7 separate regions of the Mus musculus genome follow, and regions 2, 3, 4, 5, 6 and 7 are each linked to region 1. A link is a contact called in public Hi-C, HiChIP or PLAC-seq and promoter capture Hi-C data. All regions are on one chromosome and are shown on one strand. Each heading gives the region's core, a stretch centred on a gene start, on an enhancer-like site or on the middle of the called end of the contact. The rest is flanking DNA. Distances are from core to core; before and after follow the strand shown.

The links. Promoter capture Hi-C pulls out the DNA fragments that hold promoters and counts their contacts. A called contact is a pair of places that touch in the nucleus more often than the background predicts. HiChIP or PLAC-seq counts read pairs in DNA pulled down with a chosen protein or histone mark.
Region 2: a promoter capture Hi-C map of neutrophils shows a contact between it and region 1, with 7 times the contacts expected there. The contact joins the enhancer-like site here to the promoter of Twistnb in region 1. A contact is called at or near these places in 5 of 39 promoter capture datasets (hippocampal neurons, liver, neutrophils and 1 more).
Region 3: a promoter capture Hi-C map of pre-B cells shows a contact between it and region 1, with 5 times the contacts expected there. The contact joins the promoter of Bcap29 here to the promoter of Twistnb in region 1. A contact is called at or near these places in 2 of 39 promoter capture datasets (neutrophils and pre-B cells) and 2 of 484 Hi-C or Micro-C datasets (CD8 T cells and pre-B cells).
Region 4: a contact with region 1 is called in a Hi-C map of CD8 T cells, with 12 times the contacts expected there. The contact joins the promoter of Dus4l here to the promoter of Twistnb in region 1. A contact is called at or near these places in 1 of 39 promoter capture datasets (pre-B cells), 2 of 484 Hi-C or Micro-C datasets (CD4 T cells and CD8 T cells), 1 of 115 datasets of contacts at active chromatin or transcription factors (thymic regulatory T cells) and 1 of 9 other capture datasets (adipose tissue).
Region 5: a contact with region 1 is called in a promoter capture Hi-C map of embryonic stem cells, with 11 times the contacts expected there. The contact joins the promoter of Snx13 here to the promoter of Twistnb in region 1. A contact is called at or near these places in 18 of 39 promoter capture datasets (the 3T3-L1 cell line, 3T3-L1-derived adipocytes, the C10 cell line and 12 more), 8 of 484 Hi-C or Micro-C datasets (CD4 T cells, CD8 T cells, the G1E-ER4 cell line and 2 more), 14 of 115 datasets of contacts at active chromatin or transcription factors (the 230-238 cell line, the NIH/3T3 cell line, acute myeloid leukemia and 9 more) and 3 of 9 other capture datasets (adipose tissue, embryonic stem cells and liver).
Region 6: a promoter capture Hi-C map of neutrophils shows a contact between it and region 1, with 9 times the contacts expected there. The contact joins the enhancer-like site here to the promoter of Twistnb in region 1. A contact is called at or near these places in 4 of 39 promoter capture datasets (the HPC-7 cell line, frontonasal cranial neural crest, neutrophils and 1 more), 1 of 484 Hi-C or Micro-C datasets (CD4 T cells), 1 of 115 datasets of contacts at active chromatin or transcription factors (astrocytes) and 1 of 9 other capture datasets (adipose tissue).
Region 7: a contact with region 1 is called in an H3K4me3 HiChIP or PLAC-seq map of stem cell-derived neural progenitor cells, with 5 times the contacts expected there. The contact joins the enhancer-like site here to the promoter of Twistnb in region 1. A contact is called at or near these places in 4 of 39 promoter capture datasets (the 3T3-L1 cell line, the C10 cell line, the HPC-7 cell line and 1 more), 3 of 115 datasets of contacts at active chromatin or transcription factors (acute myeloid leukemia, astrocytes and stem cell-derived neural progenitor cells) and 1 of 9 other capture datasets (adipose tissue).

The regions. Positions count from the first base shown.
Region 1 is chr12:33,427,741-33,431,178 of GRCm38.p6, reverse strand. Twistnb (twist basic helix-loop-helix transcription factor 1 neighbor) reads right to left here and starts at 1,555. Exons shown (of 4, transcript NM_172253.2): 1 at 1,271-1,555. The coding sequence starts at 1,524.
Region 2 is chr12:35,318,092-35,321,529 of GRCm38.p6, reverse strand. No RefSeq gene overlaps it. Among named protein-coding and RNA genes, the nearest start is that of Gm26071, 120 kb to the left of the region's middle. Within about 2 kb of position 1,764, at least 20 of the 459 cell types and tissues checked have an H3K27ac peak or open chromatin away from gene starts, as enhancers often do. A contact at or near this core is called in neutrophils, where this site is marked.
Region 3 is chr12:31,632,954-31,636,391 of GRCm38.p6, reverse strand. It overlaps Bcap29 (B cell receptor associated protein 29), which reads left to right and starts at 1,734. Exons shown (of 8, transcript NM_001164090.1): 1 at 1,734-1,787; 2 at 2,012-2,129. The coding sequence starts at 2,038.
Region 4 is chr12:31,653,115-31,656,552 of GRCm38.p6, reverse strand. It overlaps Dus4l (dihydrouridine synthase 4-like (S. cerevisiae)), which reads left to right and starts at 1,727. Exons shown (of 7, transcript NM_028002.2): 1 at 1,727-1,863. It overlaps Cog5 (component of oligomeric golgi complex 5), which reads right to left and starts at 1,684. Exons shown (of 23, transcript NM_001163126.1): 1 at 1,570-1,684. The coding sequence starts at 1,663.
Region 5 is chr12:35,045,479-35,048,916 of GRCm38.p6, reverse strand. It overlaps Snx13 (sorting nexin 13), which reads right to left and starts at 1,728. Exons shown (of 26, transcript NM_001014973.2): 1 at 1,506-1,728. The coding sequence starts at 1,520.
Region 6 is chr12:35,024,580-35,028,017 of GRCm38.p6, reverse strand. No RefSeq gene overlaps it. Among named protein-coding and RNA genes, the nearest start is that of Gm40385, 4.7 kb to the right of the region's middle. Within about 2 kb of position 1,902, at least 65 of the 459 cell types and tissues checked have an H3K27ac peak or open chromatin away from gene starts, as enhancers often do. A contact at or near this core is called in the HPC-7 cell line, adipose tissue and neutrophils, where this site is marked.
Region 7 is chr12:35,006,775-35,010,212 of GRCm38.p6, reverse strand. Gm40385 (a long non-coding RNA gene) reads left to right here. Exons shown (of 4, transcript XR_872675.1): 3 at 2,654-2,751. Among named protein-coding and RNA genes, the nearest start is that of Gm40385, 13 kb to the left of the region's middle. Within about 2 kb of position 1,667, at least 26 of the 459 cell types and tissues checked have an H3K27ac peak or open chromatin away from gene starts, as enhancers often do. A contact at or near this core is called in stem cell-derived neural progenitor cells, where this site is marked.

The DNA.
Region 1 (3,438 bases), core at 306-2,805:
CATTAACACTGCAGTCTCAATTCTATTTTTTATTATTATTATTATTTAAACAAAAAGAAGACAGACCTACTGATGCTTCCTTCAGTATTGCCCACAAGCCTAAAAACATAAACTATACAGGATAAATGGTACAAATAATACAGGACAATTAATATGACAATACAATTCCCAATATTTTCAATGTTTTATTGACTTTTTATTACTCTTAACTAATACTCAAGTAATACTGAAACCTAATTTGCATTGGAAAAAATAGGCTTCTTTTAGCATACCTTTAGCACAGTAACAAGGAGAGGTGTCCAGCTCAATTAAACAGTGTATTCTATTCTACATGGCTGCATTATCCAATTCTGTTACAGAAATGATCCGATTCTCGTCTGTAGTGTGGCTCCTATTATGCATCTTTAAATAACTTTTCCCCAATGAATGAAAAGCTGGTTAGACTACTTAACATAACTATGTTTCCATGCTTAGTGACCACCTTGGATGGTTAATGGGGCTGACTGCCAAAGTCCTCGAGAGTGGTAACTGCTTTGGATAATTTGCCCCAAAACAATCCCTGCAATTTCTGAAGTGTCATTGAATTACTAAAGACATCGATGTCATCTCAGGTATCTCTGAACCTTGCCCCCATTCCCGCCAAATTAGTTGTGAAGTGTTATGGCATATCATTTCCCATTGAAATTCTGAGATTTTCTTTTTCAAGGTATTCTTACTAGTGCTTAATATAAATGCACTGGTGTGTGTGTGTGTGTGTGTGTGTGTGTGTGTGTGTGTGTGAACTTTCTATTCCTACAAAAAATTAGGCTCGTCGTTCATCCCCAATTAGCGCCCCCCGGGGGGACGGGGAACAATGAAATTACAAACAAACCTGCCTATGTTTTGCAATGAACCGGCTTCCACATTAGGAGAATAATACTGACAGCAAATTTTCATTATTAGGTGAGAACACACCCGGAAGTGATTAAACGAAACGTTTAATACCCAAAGCTCAGCCTGGTGGGTTTCTAGACACCGGGCACCTCTAGTCTCCACACGGGGAGTGCTTTTAGCACTGCAGCAGCCGCCACTCACACCACACCAGCCAGTTTCATCCCCAGGAACCGGGCCACTGCATCCAGGCCAGCGGCGCCGAAGGCGACGGTAGACGCCGGGGCTAAGGTTCACGAAGCTCGTGCGACTTTACTTCCGCGGCGCCGTGGGGTTACGGAGCTGAGGGCCCGTTGGCCAGCAGAGACGGGGCTCCCGGGAGGACGCGGCGACATCTTACCTCTCGGAGTAGCGCAGGAGCTCGGCGTCCAGCTGCTCGCGGATGCCCGTGCGCTTCCTGCTCAGGTAGCGGGGCGACAGGGCGATGTGCCTGCGGTGCGGGGCAGCCACCAAGCACGAATAGCGGCTGCCCACCAGCGCGCACGCCGCCGCGTAGCTCGGCAACTCCAGGCAAGGCAGGACCCCGGCCTGACCCGCCACGGGCCTCTCGGAGGCCGCCTGGGACCGCTGAGACTCCACAGATCCCGCAGCCATGAGGCTTGGCTGGGTGCTTCGGGGCGCGCACGGATGACGCAAGCATTCCTCCCGCCTCACCTCTGAGTGTTGATGATGGCTGACATCATCAAAAGGCGACCGACCGCGGCCTGGGGATTTTTAATCTTCTAAAGCTGCATTATAGAGGTTTGACCAGCAGAGGGCTGCTGCTCTTTCCCGAGTCCAGATAAACCTCTGAGGCCGTGTACCTATAGAGCATGTGTGATATCCAGAGGCGGTTCTCTGATATCTATAGGCAGATGTTCATCACTTCAAAGTATGCTCAGTTATGGAGCGAAGCTTGAATTTATTGAATTTATTGATCTGGGCACCTAAGTATAAAAAGGCAGAGGCCCAAAATAGCTTGTTTTGTTTTGTTTTGTTTTTTAAGCTCCCAGTTTCTTTCAATACTGGGTCAAGGCCTAGTGAATTAATGGTTTGAGCTTTTGTTTTGTTTTGTTTTGTTTTGTTTTAATTCTTTTGGTTTTCTGTTTTTGTTTTGTTTTTAGACAGTATCTCTCCATGTAGCCTTGGGTGACTTGAAACTCGCTATGTAGACCAAGCTGGTTTGGTTCTAACATTTAGATATTTGCCTGCCTCTGCCACAAGAGAGCTGGGATAAAAAGCACGAGCCACTACTCCCAACTGAGTATTGTCTTTATTGGATTCAGCATGGCTATTGATAGGAGTGCCCGGTTCCAGCTGCAATGAGGCCTGATACATTGTTATGCGCCTGAGCTGTTCAATAAGGAATCAGAAACATTCGTGGAGATTTTCACTGCTGAACCCAATCATACACCGCAGCAGGCCACAAATTGCAAAGGCAACATCTGAACTGCTAACACCATACCTCTCCAATCTAGGGTCCCTCTGCCTTCTGCTATATCACAGTGAGAGTGTTGTGACATGTTTTTCAAATGGCTAAGCCCAGCTACCAGCTTTGACCTTCTTTTGTATACCCAGACATCAACCATATCAGCACAAGGGTTTGTATTGCCCAAGGGATAAAAAAGAAACCTTCATTTGGACCGTGATGTCCTAACAACCCAAACTGTTCCTCTAGCTCTTACAACCCTCCACCTTCTTCAACTATGATCTCTAAGCCTTGGGTGCAGGAACTGTGCACATCTTGGGCTGCAAAATGTTGGTTTAAAAAGCCCAGCTTCATAAAAAACTACCTACCTTGGCTACCTGATGAAGGGAAGCAAGAGGAGCCCACCGCAGAATAGCATTGTTACCATCCTTCAGATTCCAATGCCAAAGACTAAGACAGCTGTATATTGCTGGCTCTGAATATCAGAGTTTATGGAAATAGCAAGGCCTGTCTATAGACTAGCACAAAGCAGATACTAAGCCCCTAATCTGGACTAATACTAAACAAAAGGCATTTGAGGCCTTAAAAACAGCTCTGACTTCCACACCAACCCTAGAATTTCCAGACAAGAGGGTTTTAACCCAAACTTTGGAGCCATGAAAATACCCTGTGATGACTGGACCCTGTAGCCACAGGATGGCCCACCTGTCTAAGAGTTGTGGTGGCTCCCTCTAGTTTAATTTTTTTAAGTTAGCTTTGGGTCAATATTTTATACTCAGAGCACACAGTTGAGACCTTCCAATGAGGAACACCAGAATGCTGGCTGTCTAATGACTGTGTGACCTGGCCCACATAATGACTGTGTGACCTGGCCCATCCCCGAGTTCAGTTTGAGAAACCCACTGCTATCGATCCTGCTGCCTTCTTGTCTGATGAAACCAGGTACACAGGAGCTGCAGTAGTTACTTTAACAGAAAAAATTTTGGACCCCAGCCAAGTACCTCAACCCAGAGAGCAGAAATGATTGATCTGACCCTAGCTATCAAATGGGGAAAGGGAAAGTCCACCAACATATACAGGGACTGTCAGTCAGTATTCAT
Region 2 (3,438 bases), core at 515-3,014, 1.9 Mb before region 1:
TGCCTAGACCATAAATGTTGTCACAAAACCATGGCTGAGAAAGTCACAGCCTCTAGCCCTTAACTTATTACTGTCATGTTGTTAACTGGACATGTTATCAAGACGTTCATAGTGCCTGAAGGTGCTATGCAGCCTGCTGAGGGAGGAAAGCCATTAATGATCCTGGCCTGCAGGAGATGCTTTCCAGGAAAGATGTGCCCACTAGTTAAACAGTGGCGTGACTGTCATAGGAGAGACCAGTGTCTCTCTGATAGGAATTGAGGTCTACCGCATGGGAGAAATCCATGCCTAGTGCCATAAATGTTGTTGTAAACCCATAGTCTCTACCACTTAACTTATGACTGTTAAGTTGCTAACTGGACACGGTATCAAATCACCTTCTCAAATATTTATGATTATACCACTCAAATAATTAATTAAGCTGCTCTCAATCTTGTCCAGGGAAGCCTCTTTTGACAGTGGACAGTGATTAATGCAGAGACTGTAATGGGTGGAGAGTGCTGAGATAAATGACTGTTGGGTGCTCACCTCTAAATGTAACACCACTTCCCCCATGGCTCAGGGAACATCACGGAAGATGGGGCAGAAAGACTGTAAAGAGGTGAAGATTGGGATGGGGGAGGCTGTTACATTCCTGTGCTCACTGCATCTGTGGTCACTTGCACAAAACCTGGAGAAGGTTAAGCCTGTCCATGTCCCATTATAGTTAGGAAGGAGTCTGGGAGGCTGCACTGTCAAAGCTTTTCAAACTAGATTTAACGTTGTTATCCTTTCTCCACAGCCTGAGCATGGTTCTCTACATCTGTTGGCTTGCCCCCTATCCAACTCCAACAGTTATGCTAAGGCTTCATATCCTCTGCCTTGATTAAGTTCTTCTAGCAGACTCTCAACATTCTCCTGGGGACTCGGAAAGACTCTTTGATCATCTACTGAATCTGCAGGGGTTTAAGTTTCTTCTGAGAGGAAATACTGCTGTCCCAAGCAGTGGTTGTATAAATTCTCCATCTTTCCAATGCTGAGATCTGTCTTGAGGCTTCTATTTTTCCCTCACTTTCCCTAGCTCTCTCTTGTTCCTCCTTTCCCTCTCCCATCTCAAAGTGCAGTAGATCTAATGAGGTCAACTTGGAAAATTCAGAGGATCATAATAAACATATTTAAGCTACAGAATTCAAACAATGCAAGGCAAGAGTGAGAGGATTGCTCCATTCCTCTTCTTAACCCTCTTCCCCCTCCTTCCCCACTCTCTTTCTCAGTGTGTGTGTGTGTGTGTGTGTGTGTGTGTGTGTGTGTGTGTGTGTGTGTGTGTGTGTGTGTTTCAGAATCCAATTCTATGACAAACACAGACACATCTTTTCCCACAGAAAGTTAAATTATAAAAGTACAGGAAAATCTCAACATTGCCTCACATTAACTCCATCTCCCACACAGTAGCTGGCATTCTCAGTCTTCTGTGTGCCCATCCCATGAGCTCATGGAAGCTTCCCATGCTCCCCAGAAGCCTCCTCACAGTCAGGATTGATCAGGAAGTACGGATGCCCACTCTCCACAGAGGTGTAGCTTACAGCATGCCTTTCTCCTAAAGTTTCTTCTGCCTACAGTCTGACCTTTCACTCCATCCCTTGACTTAGTGTATCTTCCAACAGGTAGAGAGCCAGAGTTCTAGAGCCCGACTGGTGAATTCTGCAGTGGAGATCAGGATTTGTGTCCTAGTGTCTTGCTCAAAGCTCAGTTTTCACATCCTGTTTCACAAAGTGAGCATAAGTAAAGAGGAAGAGGCAAGGCCAACATTCGTTCTGTTTGGAAACACTCTTAGAAATAGTCACGGGCAAGCTGTGTCCATCGCACACTCTGACATTAGAGTTGGTGATGGTTGTTCTCAATAATCTCTAGTGTGCAATGACACTTATTCTAAGAGTCTTAAGATAAAACACCAATAAAAATGTGCCTGGCTTGTACCCTTGGAGTTCATACACTATGCTGTAAGTTCTGAGAAGAAGGGGTGTTTTGCTATGCAACCACCCGCAAGTGTGATCTTTTAAGAGCATATGTGGTCTGTAGCAGATGTGCAGCTAGGTCATCATGTGAGTCCCGAACAACTGGAGCAGGGCCTATGCCAAAACCTGTTGCCTGTCTATAGGATATGTTCCTCTGCTGGGCTGTCTTGTCTGGTCTCAGTGGGAGAGGATGCACCTAGCATTGAAGAGACTTGATATGCCAGGATAGGGAGGATATCCAGAGGACCCCCACCCACTCAGAAGAGAAGGGAGAGAGGAAGGATTGTGGGATGGGGTGAACTGGAGGAGAAACAGTGAGCTGGATGTAAAGTGAATGAATAAAAAGAAAAAAGTATATGTGGTCAAGGGAGGCAGTTTCATGAGTGAAACCATTTTGTCTGAAAGCATGGAAAACATGGCCTAAACGAAACATGATGTGACTCATGGACTGAGATGTGTTTCTTGTAATAACATACAGAAGAGTGTCCTGGAGTGGAGTGCATATTAAAATGTAGATTGCAGTTCATATCCCAGGTGAAAAAGATGAAGTAAAGTCACATGCTGCTCTGAGACTTCTAAGGAAGGAGACACTAAAGAACACGCACACTCACACAAGGACATACGCACACACACATAGGCACACACACATCGTGCACACACACAAACACATACACACATGCAAATGCACACACAGGCATACACACATGCACACATACACAGGCACACACACACAGAGGCACACATACCCACTCACATACACACAAACACACACTCACACGCAAACACACACAGGTATACACACATACTCACACACACATTCACTCACACATGCACACACACTCATTCATGCATGTACATGCACACACACACACAAATGCACACACAGGCACACACAGACATACACACACACAAGGCCCCCTATGCCTATGTTCCTCTTCCCCTAGACACACACACACTGAGAGGTTTATAAATGCATAGCTGAATCAATGCTATGAGTTAGACATTACTTCTATTTTACCCAAAAAAAACCACCAAAAAATCCTCAAATTAAATGTAGCAAACTTGTTCTGCACCCCATAAATTAGTAATAAAGGGGTCCCTTTGAACCCCATTTTCCTTTGAATGGCCTGTATCCCTGAGGCTATTGTTTTAGAATTACAACTTTTAATGAAGTGATTATTGAAAAAGGTAATTGTGGAATTTCTTTCCATCAAAATGTGATTCCCCATCCCATTTTTAAATAATAACTGTTCACAATCTCCTGTTTTATCATCCAGAGCTACCATGTCTGAAGCCATTTGCCATGTAGATTGCACCTGGAACTTCTTGTACATGTCTAATCTAACTATAAATAATATAAACACCTATTGAAAAGACAGCTATGTTGTCCTTTGCAAAGTCATGTCTTAATATCTGCTATCTAGTGAACAGACCTTTAAAATAT
Region 3 (3,438 bases), core at 485-2,984, 1.8 Mb after region 1:
GGGAGGAATTTCAGAGGCTTAGTAAGAAGCAGAATTGGAGTTTATTGTTTTCGAGCTGGAGTTTCATGTAGTCACAGAAGCTTCAGAAACACTCTCCAAAACAAGAAAACAAGAAACAAGAAAACGAGAAAACAAGAAAACGTGAGCAAGTGGTGAGGGAGACATTGCCATCCACCTTTGCCCTCCACCACCATATACATGTGCACTCGCAAAGAAGGTTCTAAAGAGCGTACCATAGATTTAAGCACAGACATTTTTTTGTTTTGTTTTTTTGTTTTTTGTTTTTTCGAGACAGGGTTTCTCTGTATAGCCCTGGCTGTCCTGGAACTCACTCTGTAGACCAGGCTGGCCTCGAACTCAGAAATTTGCCTGCCTCTGCCTCCCAAGTGCTGGGATTAAAGGCATGCGCCACCATTCCCGGCGCATAGACATTTCTAATAGACACTTAGCAGAAGGACACTACAAACCCAAATGAACATGGGCTGCTCAAAAGTCATGATTAAATTAAGCATCTGAGCAACTGCACAACAGCCTTACAGGGGATTTTTAACCTTTTGAAGTTACATTCTGAGATTTGCAAATATTCACATATGTTGAAAACCTGGAAGTATTTGGAGTTCCCTTTTAGATTCCTAGTTTTGTTAATAAAAGAATGCCAAAGCTTTTTTTAAAGGGCAATACTATTAATTTGGAATTAAAAACAAACAAAACAAAACAAAAAAAAAAGGTAGCCAAGGGGATGGAGAAGAGGAGGAAAAAGACAAAAGTTACATCTTTAGGCATAAAGGGTCCAATAACACTGCCTTGTTCAGAAATGAAGGTCTACCAGTACTTCCGGGAGGGGGCAGGTATTCAGAAATGAGAAAGCCCATTATCAGCAGAAAGCTTGCTTAGGCTTTTGGCCATCCACTAAAGAAAAACAGAGGCAGGTGTTAGGCTTTTCTGAATTAGAACCCAGAAAACCAAGCAAGCTTACTACTGCCACAGGGCAGAAGGAAGCTCCTTCAAGGAGTGCCATCTTGGGATGTGTAAGTGCTGCGTCGTATTAATGGAATAATTATCCCTCCCACCTCTTTAACACATCTCCAAGTGAATCCTTTTTCCTGGATAGTGAACTCCTGGCCAGCTTAATGGAGACAGTATGTAATGTAGTATGTAATGTTATCGGGATGCCAAGTCTCTACTTGGAGCAGGGATATTACAGGAATTGACCAGAAAGCCTAAGGAGAGGCAGTAGTTAGGTTTTTCTTTCTAGTGTTACCAGGGAAACCAGAGGTGGAATGCAAAGTTAACCAAGCATGAGAGCATCCACCCTCAAAGGTTTCTGGGGCCTATCTAGTTACCTAAGGGAATATGGTTAGGTAAAGGAGTAGACCCAGCAGTTCCCACAAGTTGCCTGGTCTTGCCTATGGGCACGGTAGGACCAGGAAAACAGCATGCAAAACACAAAACGCTCCACAGACCCCCCAGGCCTGGGCCATGACTTAAATTCAGTTTAGCTCCGGGCAGGGAGGCAGGTTACCACCCTAGGGCACCTGGCTGGGTCCCACCATAGACCCGGGCCCTGGCTCCCGTCATCCGGCATCAGCCGCATCGGGGATCAGCCCTCCGGGGATACCGAGCCCACGTGGAGGAGCCTCGGCCGCCTCACGCCGCGCACCAGGAAACAAGGGCCGCGGGAGGCGCGGTCGCGCCAGTGTGACCTCAGCCGGGCCCGGCGCGCTCCCGGCGGCGTGGGACGTGCGCGCGCAGGCGGGCGGCGGGGCACGCGGAGCGATCGGCGGCGGGTAAGCCTGACGGGCGGCGGGCGGCCCCGCTGCTGACCTCGCGTCCGGCGGCTCGGGCCGCGGCGTTCTGCGGCCCGAGCCACCTCGGGACCGGGGAAGAACCTGCGGGGCCGTCCGGCGCACTGCCTCGTCACCCGGAGTTAGGCGAACTCCCGGCAGGCCCCACGCCGCGTGTCTGGCCGTTCACCCATGTTTCTCTAAAATTGAAATCTTTCTCTGTATAGGTGTGAAGAAAAAACAAAACAAAACGATGACAATCCAATGGGCGGCGGTTGCCAGCTTTCTTTATGCTGAAATAGGACTCATTTTACTCTTCTGTCTGCCCTTTATTCCTCCACAGAGGTAGGAAACCGTCAGATCCTTAACAGTACCAAATGTTTGATTAGCTTCTTCAGGCTACGGCGTGCGATGCTCTTTGTAAGGTTAGAAAGTTTTGGGAGGGCCGGCGGGGTGGCTCAGTAGGTAAAGGGCCCTTGCAGCCAAGGGAGAGAATTTCAGTTCGATACCCAGAAACCACCTGGTGGAAGGGGAACCGACTCCACAAAGTTGTCTTCTGACCGCCACACTTCCACCCTGGGACGCCCAGAAACACCCATGCACGCACATAAACACATGATGAATACACATGCATACATACAACAAATGGATAATTAAATAAAAGATGGGAGCCAATTATATAAAAGGTAGTCTTTAAAAATGAAACTCAAATTTGCAATCTGGTAACTATTAAAATTCTACTTTATATAAAGCTTGATTCTGTGTACAAATAGATTTTCACCTCCTTTTTAAAAGAACCTAGGTTTTTTTGGGGGGTGGGTGTCTTGATTACAGGTATAATAAAGCCATGGTTATGCCTTGGACATCTTTCCTGTCTATATATCTATATTCTCTCTCTCCTCTCTCCTTCCTCCCCCTTCATCCTCTTCCCCCACCCCCCACCGCCTCTTCATTTCTCTCCTTCCTCTTCCCCCTCTTCCTCTCTCCCTCCCCTTCCCCTAAACTGCCCTGCATTTGAGCAGAGAAATAAAAGGATGGGTGCAAAACTGTTTACTTGGGACAATAAAATGGACTGGCTCAGGGTCCACGCAGTCTTTCAAAAACTTGAAACTCCTCATCTGCTTGGTTTGCAGCTCTTCTCTGTCCTGGTCTCCACACCATGCCCTTTCCTTCCCTCACAAGAAGCAGTAACTCATACTGTAGGAAGGGATGTACCAAGTTCTTCCCACCAACCATGGGTTCTATAGATCACATGCTTAAGGCCAGAAAGGCTCTGTTCCATAACCTAAGTCACCTAACTGGTCAGTGTCAGACTCCAGATGAGATCCTTAGCTTACAGTCACACAATGCTGTCCCTGTTCTTTCTACCTCAGATTTCAAGCAGACATATTTGGTACTACTTATGACAGTCTCACACATATTCAAGAAGTCATTTTTTTTATGCACAACAGATTTATAAATAAGGCTTAGAGCTTTGATAAAAAGAAGTCATCAGGAGGATTGATAGAGCAGTCTTTTTCTTCTTGCCATTTACAGTTTTGTACCCATCCTGATCTAGTAGCTGTTAGATGAAAGTGTGAATCGGTGCACATGACATATGAATATTGTCATGTAAGAACATGTGGTACACATGTACAGGAATCATCTGTGCCCC
Region 4 (3,438 bases), core at 478-2,977, 1.8 Mb after region 1:
AAAAATAAACAAATAGTGTGGGATCCTTATATCATATAACAAATTACTTCAAGGAAAGAGCCAAGCTTTTACAAGTTTAAATAGGATAAGAAGCAGAAGTGCCCATCTGACTTACTTCCAAGGAACCAATGAGGACCTCTGCAAAGTGATTTTAACATTATAGAATGGGAGTGTTTGGATTCTAGACAGGAATAAACTCCACAGCACAAAGGAAGGGAATGTCCTTAAAACAAAGGGCTTTATTTAATTGCTGAGACTTTACTTAATTGTATTTGAAACCACAGAAGGAAAAAAGCAAGCATAGTTTTAAGTTCAGTTTAAGCTCAAAGGCTGGACAGCTATTAAACACACACACACACACACACTCGTTTCAGGATTTTGAAACTTGGTTAAATTTAAATTTCAATTAAGACACAAAGATGAGGTGCATCAGGCAGAAACTCTAAGAATATACCACAACCTAACTCTGAAAAACATCACTAGTCTTGACAAGATATAAAATATCTATTAAAAAGATATAAAATATTCAACAATCAGGGAAAACACCATAATTTAAATTTCAGTTTGATCCTTTAAGCCACTCTTATGTGGAAAATTAAAAAAAAAAATCTGTTCCTACTGTATGCAGAATACTGCTTTTAACTCTGTGGAATATAAAAAGAGGTTCCTATGCTTGGCTTGGTAGCCTTTGATCCCAGCAGGTGGTAGACAGAAGCAGGTGTATCTCTGTGAGTTCAAGGCTAGACTGACTGATCTACAGGGAGTTCCAAAACAGTCAGGGTTTCATAGAGTAACCCTGTCTCAAAAACAAGGGGGAAGGGGATTGGGGAGGAGGAGGCGCAAGGGCCTCGGAAGCAATTAAGGTGATAAATGCAAACGCTTTTAATAGATGAAAGAACTTAGTGTCAACTAGAGAAAAGATGGGATGATTAAGGCCTAATACCTTTAGCAAACTGAATTTTGTTCTGTCTCTCAGATTGAGCATTAATACAACCGAACTTGACTTTCAAGCGTACTATACTATAGAAAGGTATATAGTTAATTTACTTGGGATAATTTCTCTTCAAACTACCAGTAATCCTGACTTCAGTACTCGACATGTATGGATAACAGAGGCACCTGCATAGCCCAAGAACTGAACACGGAAATTTCCAACTCCACATTTTGCATCCTCCATCCCTTTCCTTAAGCAGCGAGCGGTCTGTCACCTAGGGTGAGTTCACACTTCTGGGCACGGACAGTGCAATCCTTGGTCAGGAACTGAGCAGCAGTAGCGGCTATCAGCCCCGACCACGTCGTGCAGGAACTACAGCGATGTCCCGGGCGCATCATGATCCAGTGCAAACCCCAGCAACTAGACACCAGGTGTTTTCCCCAAGACACCCACGGGAAGAGAGGAACACGTTCCCCGTGAAACTGGGGGACCAGGACAATCCCGGACGCCAGGGGGCCGGGCGGAGGGGAGTGGCCAAGTCCAGACAGGAAAACTTTGTGCAAAGTGACCGGTAGGATTCTCGGACTCTGCGCAAGGCAGGGCGACCCAGGCCGGGCCACCGTCCGACGCCTTACCGTCCTGCAGGATCGCCTGCACGGTCGCCGCCACTACTGCGGAACCCGAAGCCCCACGGCCTGCTACGGAAATTGTGCTGTCTCCACCTTCCATGTTGGCAAGTGCCGGGTTGATGACGTCTTGCAATCGCCCCGCCCTCCAAGTGACGCAGAATCAAGGCGCCGCCCCACCTGCCCGGCCCGGGTTGCGTTTGGGAACCTAAGTACTACAATCCTACGTGCAAGGAAAGACAGGTCGCCGCCGGGGCCTTCTCCCATTCCGCTCCGGACGCAGCCACCGCGCCGATCTCCAACGCAAGTATTGGGCCTGAGAACTCCGGCGTGGGGAAGAGGCTCTTGGGAGCGTCACGGCCCTCCTCGCCCAACACGTGGGAGCTTAGGGCTGCTCAGCCTTACCTAGTCCCCGCCTGGAGTGGCAAGCCCGGGTAGCAGGCAGTATATGCTGGGGAAGAATAGTTGTTAAGCTCTGCCCTTAAAAATAAAAACGTTTAAATATTCGTAACTATTTATTGAGTTGGTCTGGAGCTACTCTGCATTTTGCATTCCCTTAACATCGCCTCAGAAGATTTTTCCCTCCTGTGTTTGACCTCAGTCACGATGCGGTAGCGAGAGGCAGCGCGCCTAGAGTTGCATTAGATTTCAGTATGCATAGTTTACGAAACTACTTTGTTTGTAATAATCATACACGACGAATAGCATTATCTGAATTACAGGATGATTTTCTTTCCTTAGCTTTCTTGTTTTTCACAAAAAAAAGATTGACTTTAGTCTACATATTAATATGCAATAAAGTTTTTAACGCCCACTATACATACCAGCACAAGTTTTCAAAAAAAAAAAAATTCACTTATATTTTAAAAGGAATTCTAGGTGTAGAAGCACATATTACCAAAATATTATGTCCGGTGCTGCATGCTTTGGAGAACTTTAAAACAAAATATTGATACCTTCATCCCATAAGTTCAGAGAGCTGTTTTTGGTCTTGGATGTGACTTAAGCATTTTTATTCCTAAAAGTTTCTGCATCCTAATTTACTATCAAGATTGAAAGCTATAGCTTATTCAAGAAATTCATACTGAAGCAGACTTTGCCATTTAGTCTGGCCACAAGAATGAGTAAGAGCAAAATCATGCTTTAGAAAGTCAGTCATGACGCCATTGCCGATCACCACCTCCTAGTGTGTACCAGTTCTGTAATGTGTAAGATTCTTCCCTCCTTTGCAAATAGTCTCTTAGTGGTTTACTCCGTGTTTATTCCTCATATCGACATAGCCCATCTCTGACTTAGCTTAATTACGCTCCCATTTTCCTCTGAACAGTGTTGACACTTCCAAAGATTTCTTGCAAGCCATGACATCCTTCAGTATATTGGCCTTGTGTTCATTTAGCCTACTGCCAAACATTAAAGACTGAATTTTGAACAACTAGCCTTTTATAGAGTTAGCTTTTATCTGGCAATAGATTACAAAGGCCAAAATGGAATATAAAAACAAAAACTATGAAGTCAAAAGCTTTAAGTACAACATGAAAAATATTAAACAATTTTATCACTTGTACTTTGGGCATAAAAGTTATTTACGGTGCACTTACTTGGTAATAACTGAATATCTTCACTGGTAATAAATTTAGATTATTTAAAATAATAAAGTTGTTTCTGCCTTCTGATTCACAAAAAAACTAGAATAAAAGTATCAGAGTTTCTTTTTTAAGTTGTATGTGTATGTATGTAGATGAATATATGTGTGTGCTACAAGTCCCCTCAGAGGCCAGAGGTGTAGGACCCCCTGAAACTGAGCATAGAAGTACCATGATCCTCCCAATGTGGGTGCTAGAAACTGAACTCAGATCCTCTGCAAGAATAGTCCATACT
Region 5 (3,438 bases), core at 479-2,978, 1.6 Mb before region 1:
TGTTTAAAAGGCTTCACTGAAACATTAAGTCCTATAAAATGCAGATGTTTAGAATCCTCTCTGGGTATCCGAATCAAGACAGTACCCTTGTATTAGCACACTAGTTTCCTGTGAAAAGATCAAAACTCTAATAAGTTTTATCAAAAAGATATTTCATGCTAATATATTATAGACACCACTGAAAAGTTACTAATACTGATGTAAGAGCAGCTGCTCACTTAAGTATCAGAGTAAAATAAACTTGGGATGCTACTTGCTTTTTAAATCCACAACTAAGGACAATGTATAACCATAGTCTGTGACAATGTAAGTAACTTCGGAAATATGTAGAATTAGGAAACGTAAAGTGAACGTCTAACTCCTAGAAATGTGTAGTTCCTAAGTTAACAATCAACCAATAGGGGTTTCCCAGGCACGTCGTGTTTGCCAGAATCTGGGCACAGATGAAAACAGATACTAAGGTACAAGGCACTTAGTTAGACGAGTTCCCAAAACTTGGAGAACCCAGTGTGTCCTATTGTGCCATCGCTTTTCACACAGTAAAATCCACTTGTTTCCAATGTTTCCATTTCAAAATGTCCTTTTTGGCCCGTGTAGGACTGCTTCCCAGTGACCATCAACGTGGTTTAGTACCCTCACATCAGCTCCCAAAGATGTTCAAACCGGTCCCTGACATTAGGATCCTCACAGAACCTTAAGGGAGCAGCCTCTGGGATTTTATCCAATCTACAAGCGTCAGACATCCAACACCTGCAATAGACCATTCGCCCAGCTATGTCACCTCTGGTCACTAAACTAGCTGCACCGATTAAGTTCTTCCCCCTAAAGTACTGCTAGTGCAGGCAAACTCTACTTCTTCAAACGTCTGGTTTTTGCACTGGACAGTGGGCACTAAGGAAGGGGAAACTGATTGGTTCGTCGTTGCTGCCCTACTTCCATTTCAGGTCAAATGAGAAAAACTGTTCCCACAGAGAGAAGCAAGGGGGCCATCCGCGGGTCAGGAAGGTGGATGCCAAACTGAACTTTGGGATCAGGGACTGAAGGAACGTGACGGGATGTGGGGGCAGGGGAGGAGGGCGCGAGGCCAGCGAGTGTGGCTGGAGGAACCTGGCTCACTTCGCGGAGCAGCCAATGTAGGGCTCAGGCCGGCTGCCACCGCCAGGAGGTTGACCCGACCCAGCCGGGAGGGGAAGGGCCCTGCAAGCCGGGGACACCGACAAGGGCCAGCACCGGGACGCGGGGACCACGACCGCCTCGGGGCAGGCGGAGCGGACTCCAGGAAGGAGCGACAGCTCGGGCGAAGGGGAGCGGCGGCAGGAGGAGGTGGAACTCTGCCGAGTCAGCACCGCGCCCACTCGGTGGCACTTGTGGGAACCCGGCGGCTGCCAGCCCGGCCGGCCGGGCCTCGGCTCCGGTCGGGCCCAGCGCCGGGAGCGGCGTCGGTGACGGGCGGGCTGGCGCCGGCCGCTCACCCGCCTCTCAGGTAAACAGTGGGCGCCGCTTACCTCTGTTAACATCATTACACCCCGGGGGAGTGAGGTCCTCCCTAGCCTCGCCGCATGGCAATAGCCGTAGCAGCAGCGGAAACTGCCCGGGCCGCCGCCAACGGCGGCAACTGCTGCTTCAGTCCTGTCCCGGGCGGCGGCTTTACTCGGCTTCGCTGGCTTCCCCCCGGCCCGGCTGCTCGCGACGGACGCGCCGCCATCTTGGAAGAGCGACGTCCGCGTCTCCCCGCGACGTGCGCTCCCATTGGCTGGCGCGCCGGGCGCGAGCGTCTTGTGACTGTCTCCATGGCGCCGGCGCGCGCAGGGTCGGCGGCGGGGGCTGGGCCGCGCGCGACCCGGGACCTCCTCTGCGGGCTGGATCCCGGGCCACCGTGGTGGCGGGTTTGCGGGCTGGTGGCGCAGCGGAGGCTGGGTGCCGGCGGAGAAACTGGCATCTCGCGTCTCCCCGACCCTGTGGAGCCCGTAGAGTGCTCGGGACACTCGGCTGCGGTCCCCTCCGCAGCGCGGTGACCTGAAACTGCCGCCCGCGCCGCGCCTCATTCCGAAACTTCGGCCGAAACTTGCCTCTGTTGCTCCCAGCGCTCAGTAAGTCCTGTGCTGGGTGCGCGACAGGTTGTAGACGCGATCAGGGCAGATCGCCTTCACCCCGATCCTGGCAGAGTTAAGGGCTACTGCTTTGCTGATTGGCCAGAACCTGCTCAAGCCTGAAGGCTTAGTGTTTCTTTCATAGTCTTAAAAATCAAGCAGCTTTTGCCCGGTAGCTGTAGTCTCTATGGCTTTATTGGGAATTCAAAAAAAAAAAATATATATATATATATATGTTTATATATCACAGTGAACGCATTTCAGCATGTGTCTCTGTAAGTAGTTACGAATAAAATGAGACTGAACTCCGAAGTTCTGTGGCTAGAACTGCTGATACCGTGACAACTATCTCGGTCCACTTCTACAGGAATGACAGTAAAAATCACTCGCTTCTTCCTGAATTGCCCGTGAAGTAGTTTTCTTTTCATGCCTCTGCTGTTACAAACCAATTTACAGTGAAACTGAGAAGTGTTTGGGCTTGAAAAATAAAACACTTGTATCTCATTCTTACCGGGAAAAAAAAAAAAGAAGAAGAAAAAGTTTATAAAAGAAATTGTGGAAAACTAAAGCCAGTAGTTACTTCCTTTGTGATGGAATCTGCACTTAACAATGGTACTATTGTGCTAAATGTAATTTAAGGAGGTACTCATTCTCACCACAGTGAATAAAGCAAGTGCATTACAAACCCTGTGTTATCTCTATTCTGTTCTGTCCCCCAAAATAAAATTTCATTTAAGATGTCATACAGACTTTGAAGAAAAGCCCCGACTGCTCCATTCAGTGAGTTTATAGCAAAGTTGGGTTTTTTTGTTTGTTTTTTACTGGGCAACTTATATATATATAATTTTTCTGTTACTGGAACAAGTGCATTCTAACGTCTGCAATACAACCAAATATAATTGAAGCACTGGCAGATTAATCTATAAATAGGAAACAAGATTGGAAAATGCAAACTGTGTTAATACTGAGAGAAACCAAGAGAAGAGACAACAAGGAACCTGAAAGAAGATACTGTTCCATCCTGTAAATAAGAATGCAGAAGGTTCATTAATGTTTAAAATACCGACTATTGAATTAAAACTGTAATTTAGGTGGCTTCCCTGGGTATTCTGTTCCACTTTTTCCATCAATTTCCTTTTGTATAAGATGTTTTCCCTTTTTTAAAGGTGACAAACTAGGAGCCCTAGCTGAACATGCTCAGAGCCCAACATTAAATCCCCAGGACCACTTAAGTCAGGTGTAGCAACAAATGCCTGTGATCCCAGCACTTGGGCTGTGATGCCTGGAGAGTTAGAAATACAAGGTTACTGTCAGGTTAGAAATAAGTAAGCAAAGCCAGTTCAAGGCC
Region 6 (3,438 bases), core at 653-3,152, 1.6 Mb before region 1:
TATTGAAGAAAAATTAAAACCGGACTCAGTATGAGTGAGAAAATGGTAAAATATAAGAACCTATCTTGTTCTCTTGTGATGCTAGCTATCAAGCAGAAAAATAATTGAACTTGAAAAAGCAAAATAACATGCTCCCAACCATTCACATTCAATGCCTTTACTTCAGGAAAAGCTAAAGCAATTTCAGAGGGCGATTTTTGTCTGAAAAGTAATTTATTGCTTGGGTAAGCATGACACATGGGGCTTTGTGAGCCCTGCTCACCTGACTGGAGCAATATTATGCCAGCCTTTGTAGTTTGGGTTCACTATACCTAGTGCACTAAAAAGAATTCTTTGAATCTCCCTTGGAATATAATGCACACAATAGTATATAATATAGTGCTTTCATTTAAAGTAAATTTGTTTTAGAATTTAAAGTTTTTTTAGAACTAAAACTCTACCACCTCAGACCCAAGAGACAACATTATAAATAACCTAAAGTGAGCCCAAAATACTTAAGGCTTTTCACAGGAAGACAACTAGAGTAATAAGCACAGCTCCTGACAACCACAGGGAGGCTAAAGCTTGTAAAGCAACTGGCCCATTTTATGAAGAATTTTGCCACTTTCAATGTGTATGATTAGTTGAAACTTAGTGTCACGTCTTAAAAAAAATCACATAAGTCATTAAAAGTTGCCATCTGACGAGCATTAATTGCCACAAAGAAAGAAATTCTATCTTCAAGTCTACAACTGAAGCTTGTTCGTATGGGTGATCCAGCTTAGTTTGACTTATAAAGCTCTACTATTTTGCAGTATATTTGTCTTCATAAATCTCTCTTACTCTATTAGCTACTTTAATAGATAGATACGCTTAACAATAAAACCATATTGAAACATAGATGAAAGAGGCACAGAGAGAGAATAAGTCCTGTAGGTGTATGGGCACAGCAAGGTGAAGGAATTGGTCCCTTAGCATTCCTTACAGTACTCAAATCTTCCTTGTAGGCACTTGTGATAGGTTTGCTAACTAGCATGCTATTGGTTCAGCTCTTAAAGGGGAAAGTTAAATCCGGAGAAACACAGTTTGGAACAGTGCTATGTAAGTCACTGATTTTATCAGATGCTCACTCACTTGTAATTGTCTTCTACAAAATACCTTACGGTGACACAAGTATTGTCCTAAACAATGAAGTGTAAAACTGAGCTTAAGGCTGTAGTTGTCAACAGGTCTCACATGCTCACAAAGACAGAAGCTGTAAGCTTGGGGCCTGTGTGGGTCTATGCCAGGTCCTCTGCATACATGTTATGACTGTTAATTTAATGTTTCTGTGGGACTCCTAACAGTGAGAGCAGCTGTATCTCTGACTCTTTTGCCTGCCTTTGGGACTCTTTTCCTCTTATAGGGTTACTTTGTCCCCAGGCTCAATAGGAAGGCGTTTGCCTTGTCTTACTCTATCTTGTTTTGTCCTGTTTGACTGTCATCTCTTAGAGACCAGCTCTTTTCTGAAGAGGAAATGTATCTGAGGGTTTGGATCTGGGGGAGGGGTAAGTAAGGGGGGTGACTAGGAAGGGTGGTGGAAGGAAAATCGGTGGTTGGGGTATAAAAACAAATGTTAAAAAGCAAATGTTAAAAAACAAACACAGAAACCCTGAGTTTGTTACCAGCTATTCTTTTGTGACATGCAGATGGAGTTTGAGTGAACAATCCACAGATCTCCGTGGTAACTCATTACCCAAGGCTTTATGAGTACCAAGGCGTCTGTGAAACACATCATTCATGCCTAGATAACCCAGCAAAGAGTTAGAATGCTGTCACCTTTGTACTGTAGCAGAGAAAAGTATGAGCAAATGACACGCAATTTGCTAGGCTTAGTACAGTTTCCCAAGCATAGGGAAATAATCAACAAAAAGGGAAGTATGGCCAGGCATAGAGGAACATGCCTTTAACCCCTTCACTGGGTGGTGAGAGTTGAGAGAATGTCTCTGTGAGTGCAAAGCCAGTTGGTCTACATAGCCTGTTCCAGGCCCTTGCTTTCCGAAGTGGCTCATGGAGATGTGGGGTTCAACTCTCTAACACAAGGATTACAACTCTATACCATCAAGCCTGGCTTTGTTTTATGTGAGTGCTAGTAATCAAACTCAGGTTCTCACACTTGGGTAGTAAAGCACTTTTCCAAGGGAGCTACCCCTTTACCCCAGTAAATTTATAATTTTACTTAGATATAATAATTTAAACTAATGTAGACAGTGACTATTCATGAAAGCCAGTTTGGAATTGTTTATAAAGCAGAAGATGATAGACTTATATGATGCAATTTATAGGACGAGCACATTGTGAATGAGCTGTAGAAACATTGAACTTCAGGTAGAGATGCTACTGATCACATACTTGCCACACCACAGGGATTGCATGAGCACCGTTGCTTTTGAGGGCTTTGCCCTCTGTTAAAATGAACTTCCAGACTGAAAGGCCTGTCTTTGTATGCAGAGGTCCTACACAAAATGTGATGTGATGAATATTTGTGCAGTTGGTTAACTTACTGTTGAACAACAAGGAACTGTTCTCAGGTGAAAATTTACCTTCGAATCACTTCTCAAGGTTTGTATAAAACACATACCCAATCCTCACTCCCAAGTCTACACACAAGACTAGACTTTAAAAGTTCTACAAATTGGGAAACATTTCCATAGTACAATGTATATAGATATGGATATGGATATAGATTGGATATAGAAGTAGATACAGATACAGATACAGGTACAGATACAGATACAGGTACAGATACAGGTAAAGTTACAGGTACAGGTACAGGTACAGGTACAGATACAGATACAGATACAGATGATACAGATGATACAGATGATACAGACACAGACACAGACACAGACACAGACACAGACACAGACACAGACACAGACACAGACACAGACACAGACACAGACACAGACACAGACACAGGTACAGGTACAGGTACAGGTACAGGTACAGGTACAGGTACAGGTACAGGTACAGGTACAGGTACAGATACAGATACAGATGATACAGATGATACAGATGATACAGACACAGACACAGACACAGACACAGACACAGACACAGACACAGACACAGACACAGACACAGACACAGACACAGACACAGGTACAGGTACAGGTACAGGTACAGGTACAGGTACAGGTACAGGTACAGGTACAGATACAGATACAGATGATACAGATACAGATGATACAGATACAGATACAGATGATACAGATACAGATGATACAGATACAGATGATAGATACAGATACAGATAGATACAGATACAGATACAATATAGATAAAAAGTCCTGGAAGCAATGTTGGCAATGCCAGGAACAAGGCAAGGGTGGCAATTAGCTTCATGGCTACTCAACTAGAATTGGAGTCTTTAGATAATTCAATCCAAACAGAGACAATAAAAAGTATAAGACTTGG
Region 7 (3,438 bases), core at 418-2,917, 1.6 Mb before region 1:
AAATATAAGAATATAAAATAAAAAGAAATTATCTATTAAAAAAAGAACGATTTTGATCAACATGTTTTGAAAGATTCAGTAGTCCTGACTGACATAAATGAATACCCACTATTCCTTCACATCATTTCTTCTATAGTAGCTTTCTCCTTGTGTGTGTGTATATATAAACACACATAGGAGATGTGCGTACATACACAGCAATCACGAGGTAAAACGTTTATGTCAAACAAGCATCACATATGAAATGTAGTGACAAAAGTACTAGCATTTGTCGTCTACTTACCCATGGATGAAATCTAGGGTAAGGCAAGATTCTCTGTTTGTTTTTAGTGACTAGCTTTATCACATTTCTAGTCTCCCTGAGTTCATCCAAAACCTTCATTTTACAAAAACAGTTTTCTCATAAAGAGAATGCATCACACTCCAGCACAGTGACAAAATTCCTACTTTATATACACATAATGGAGGAGACTTTATTTGGGGGTCTTCTTTTCAAACATTTCATCCCACAGTCACTGGCTTGGCTGCTTTCATGATTTGACAAGGCTGACCATCACAGTGGGGAGCATGTACCAGAGGACCATGCCCACCTCTCCGTGACAAGGAACCAAAGGGAGAAAGGAGGGCCCTGGTTCCCAATGTCCTCTCTTAGGGCACACCTCTTGTGTCCACTTTCATCCCAGCAGGCCTCATCTCTCTTAAGCTTTCACCACACTTCACAAGCACCCCAGGCAGGCAATAATTTTAGGCAGGTCTTCCTGCCCCTTCCCATAATGCTGATGGGCTTTCTTGTCAGTCCTTGAATTTGGATACCTTTGGGGAATGTCTAAAAGTCATTTAGACCAACTTAGACCAAGAGAATTTCAACTGATTCTGTGTATATGTGTGTGACCTATGTTTGTATGCACATATGATAAATAGATTGAAGTTAAATTCAACTGTCATATAAATGGTATATAAAGTTGATACACATATGTGCATATATAAATTTCATGTTGTCATATTCTAGTTTCCTTGTTATTTCTCAGATTCCCTCAAACCAAGCCTTGTTTCTTTCTCTTGGCCCAGTCTTTCTGAATTCATGTCTTTTAATGTGGGTTTCTCTGCAAGACAGTTTTTAATTGTCTCTCTTGCTCAGTGCATGCAAGTCTATCAGCCAGTTCCAGTCAGTGGACTCAGATCATCCTTGAAAGGAAGGGTGCAATTTCCACCCACTTGGGAGTGCTTTGAAGGAAGGCATCATCTCCTCTCATTCTCTGAAAAACGGCACTATCCTCCTGGCATCCCAACCCAACGCCGCTCTCATCTTACACATGTTCCTTAAGACCCAGCAGAATAAACAATCCTAAGATGTCAAGCCACGCATTTCGAGTATAAAGTGTTAGACATGCGAAATATTAGGCTGAGCTCAGAAAATAAAAACTCTGGTTCTACATCCTATCGTCTCTACATGGGAATGTCACAGATCCAGTATCAAAATTTGCAATAATAAAACTCTTGAGAGTTTCAGTATTACAATTTCAGGCAGTTCTGCCCGCCCCTTTCCTTAACACCCACTGATGGGCTTTCTTGTTACTCTCTGATCATGGCCGCCCCCCATCTATTTGACCCTCCTGCCATTCACTTTTTGGCATGAGTAACTCGGCCTCTGTTTGTGCCTAGGTTCATTATGTGGCAGCTGTTTTCATTACCATCTCATTATGTCACTGAGGGGGAGACGTTTCCATGGTGATGCTGAACTGCATAAATAGAGATTTTACTACATTGAGATTTTATCTACTTGGGGTAGCAGTTAGAGGGGAGTTGGGCTAGAACCTTTCCAACAGGAAAAGAGCTTGTAAATCTCCCTTCTGTTTCCTGGAGTCTTTGCTTTATTCAATGAAGGTATGCTGTTATTATGAATTCTCCATAAATAGGAGATGATAAAGAAAGCCAATAGTTCTTCTTAATATTTATTTGACCTTCTGATATGTACATGGAAATTTCTAAACTAACACTGCATAGGAAAATTACTGCATCTATGGATTTTTTACAATAGTTCCACCAGAAAAAGAGACCCTGAATCCCAGGAAAAAATCAAGATGGGAGTTAGCCCAACCACTAATGTAATAATTGCTTATGCTTGGTAGCTTCCTAAGTTGTCATTGCCTGGGGAAATGAAGGTCATAACAACATTCAAGTGATTAGATCATACTTTCTCCACTCATGAATGAATGATACTCAATTTTCATTAATTGCTTTGTGTTTAATCCTGCATGTGCAGGAGGATTTTGTTAATAAATTTTCCCTGGCGGTAAGCCTTCATTAATTTGATCTTCCCTGAAAGCAAATCTATCCATGACAGAGATTTTTTTTTCTCACCATTTACTTTAAGACTTTTAGTCAAGGCAAACCTTATTTGTTTAATACCTTTAAGTTCTTTAAGGACTTGCAATTTTATTTGATATGACAGCATTGTACTACCTAAAACTCATCAGCAACTAAACAATTTTAAAGTAAATAGATTTTACATTATCAAATTATTAAGTATGTGTTTAAACAGATGAACCAACAAGGTAAGTATATTCACCATGATTAGATCCACTATGGCAGGGAATTCAGTATGGTTTGGAGTAAACTGTCCAATCTTTAACTCACGTGTTTCAACACTCAGTACCCAGGTGGCCATGTTGTTTTGGGAAGCTGTGAAACCTTCAGGAGGAGGAGCTCTTGCTGGAGGAACTACGTCTCTGGAGGAGACTGGCAACCAAGGTTTGGACCCTGCCCCACCTTCTGTGCTGTTCTTCTTGACCTTGGAGATGTGAGCAAGCAGCTGTCCCAGGCTCCTACAGCCATGGGGGCCAGGGATTTGATTACTGTGCAGTTTTAAATGTCAAGTTGCCATAACCTAGAATCACCTGAGAAGGGAGTCTTAAGTGGGGGATTATCTAGATCAGGCTAGCCTGTGGGGAATTGGCTTCATTGTAATTGAGGGAGGAAGACACAAGATGAACAAGAGCTGTCCCATTTCATGGGCTTGGCCCTGAACCATACCAATGAAGAAATCTAGCTGAGTAAAACAACAACAACAACAACAACAACAACAACAACAACAACAACTAGTAAGTAAGCAGGCAGCATAGATGCATTTAAGTCTTCTCTTCTCCTCATTGTGGATGTGGTGTGACGAGCTGCTTTTGTTCCTGCCTTGACTCCCCTAATGATACAGCAGAAACTGGAACTGTAAGCCAAATAAGCCTTTACCTCCATTGTGCTGCTTTTGGTCAGGATATCCTGTCAGAATGAAAAAAGGACAGTCACAAAGATGAACCAAACCTGTGGATTTTGATCATCAAAATATTGTTTTCATGTATGTAGTGAAATTGTACTATTAGCAGTATAGAGATTCTCCTACAACTTTTAACCAATAGGAGGTTGTCTGAGGATTTTGTGGCTGTG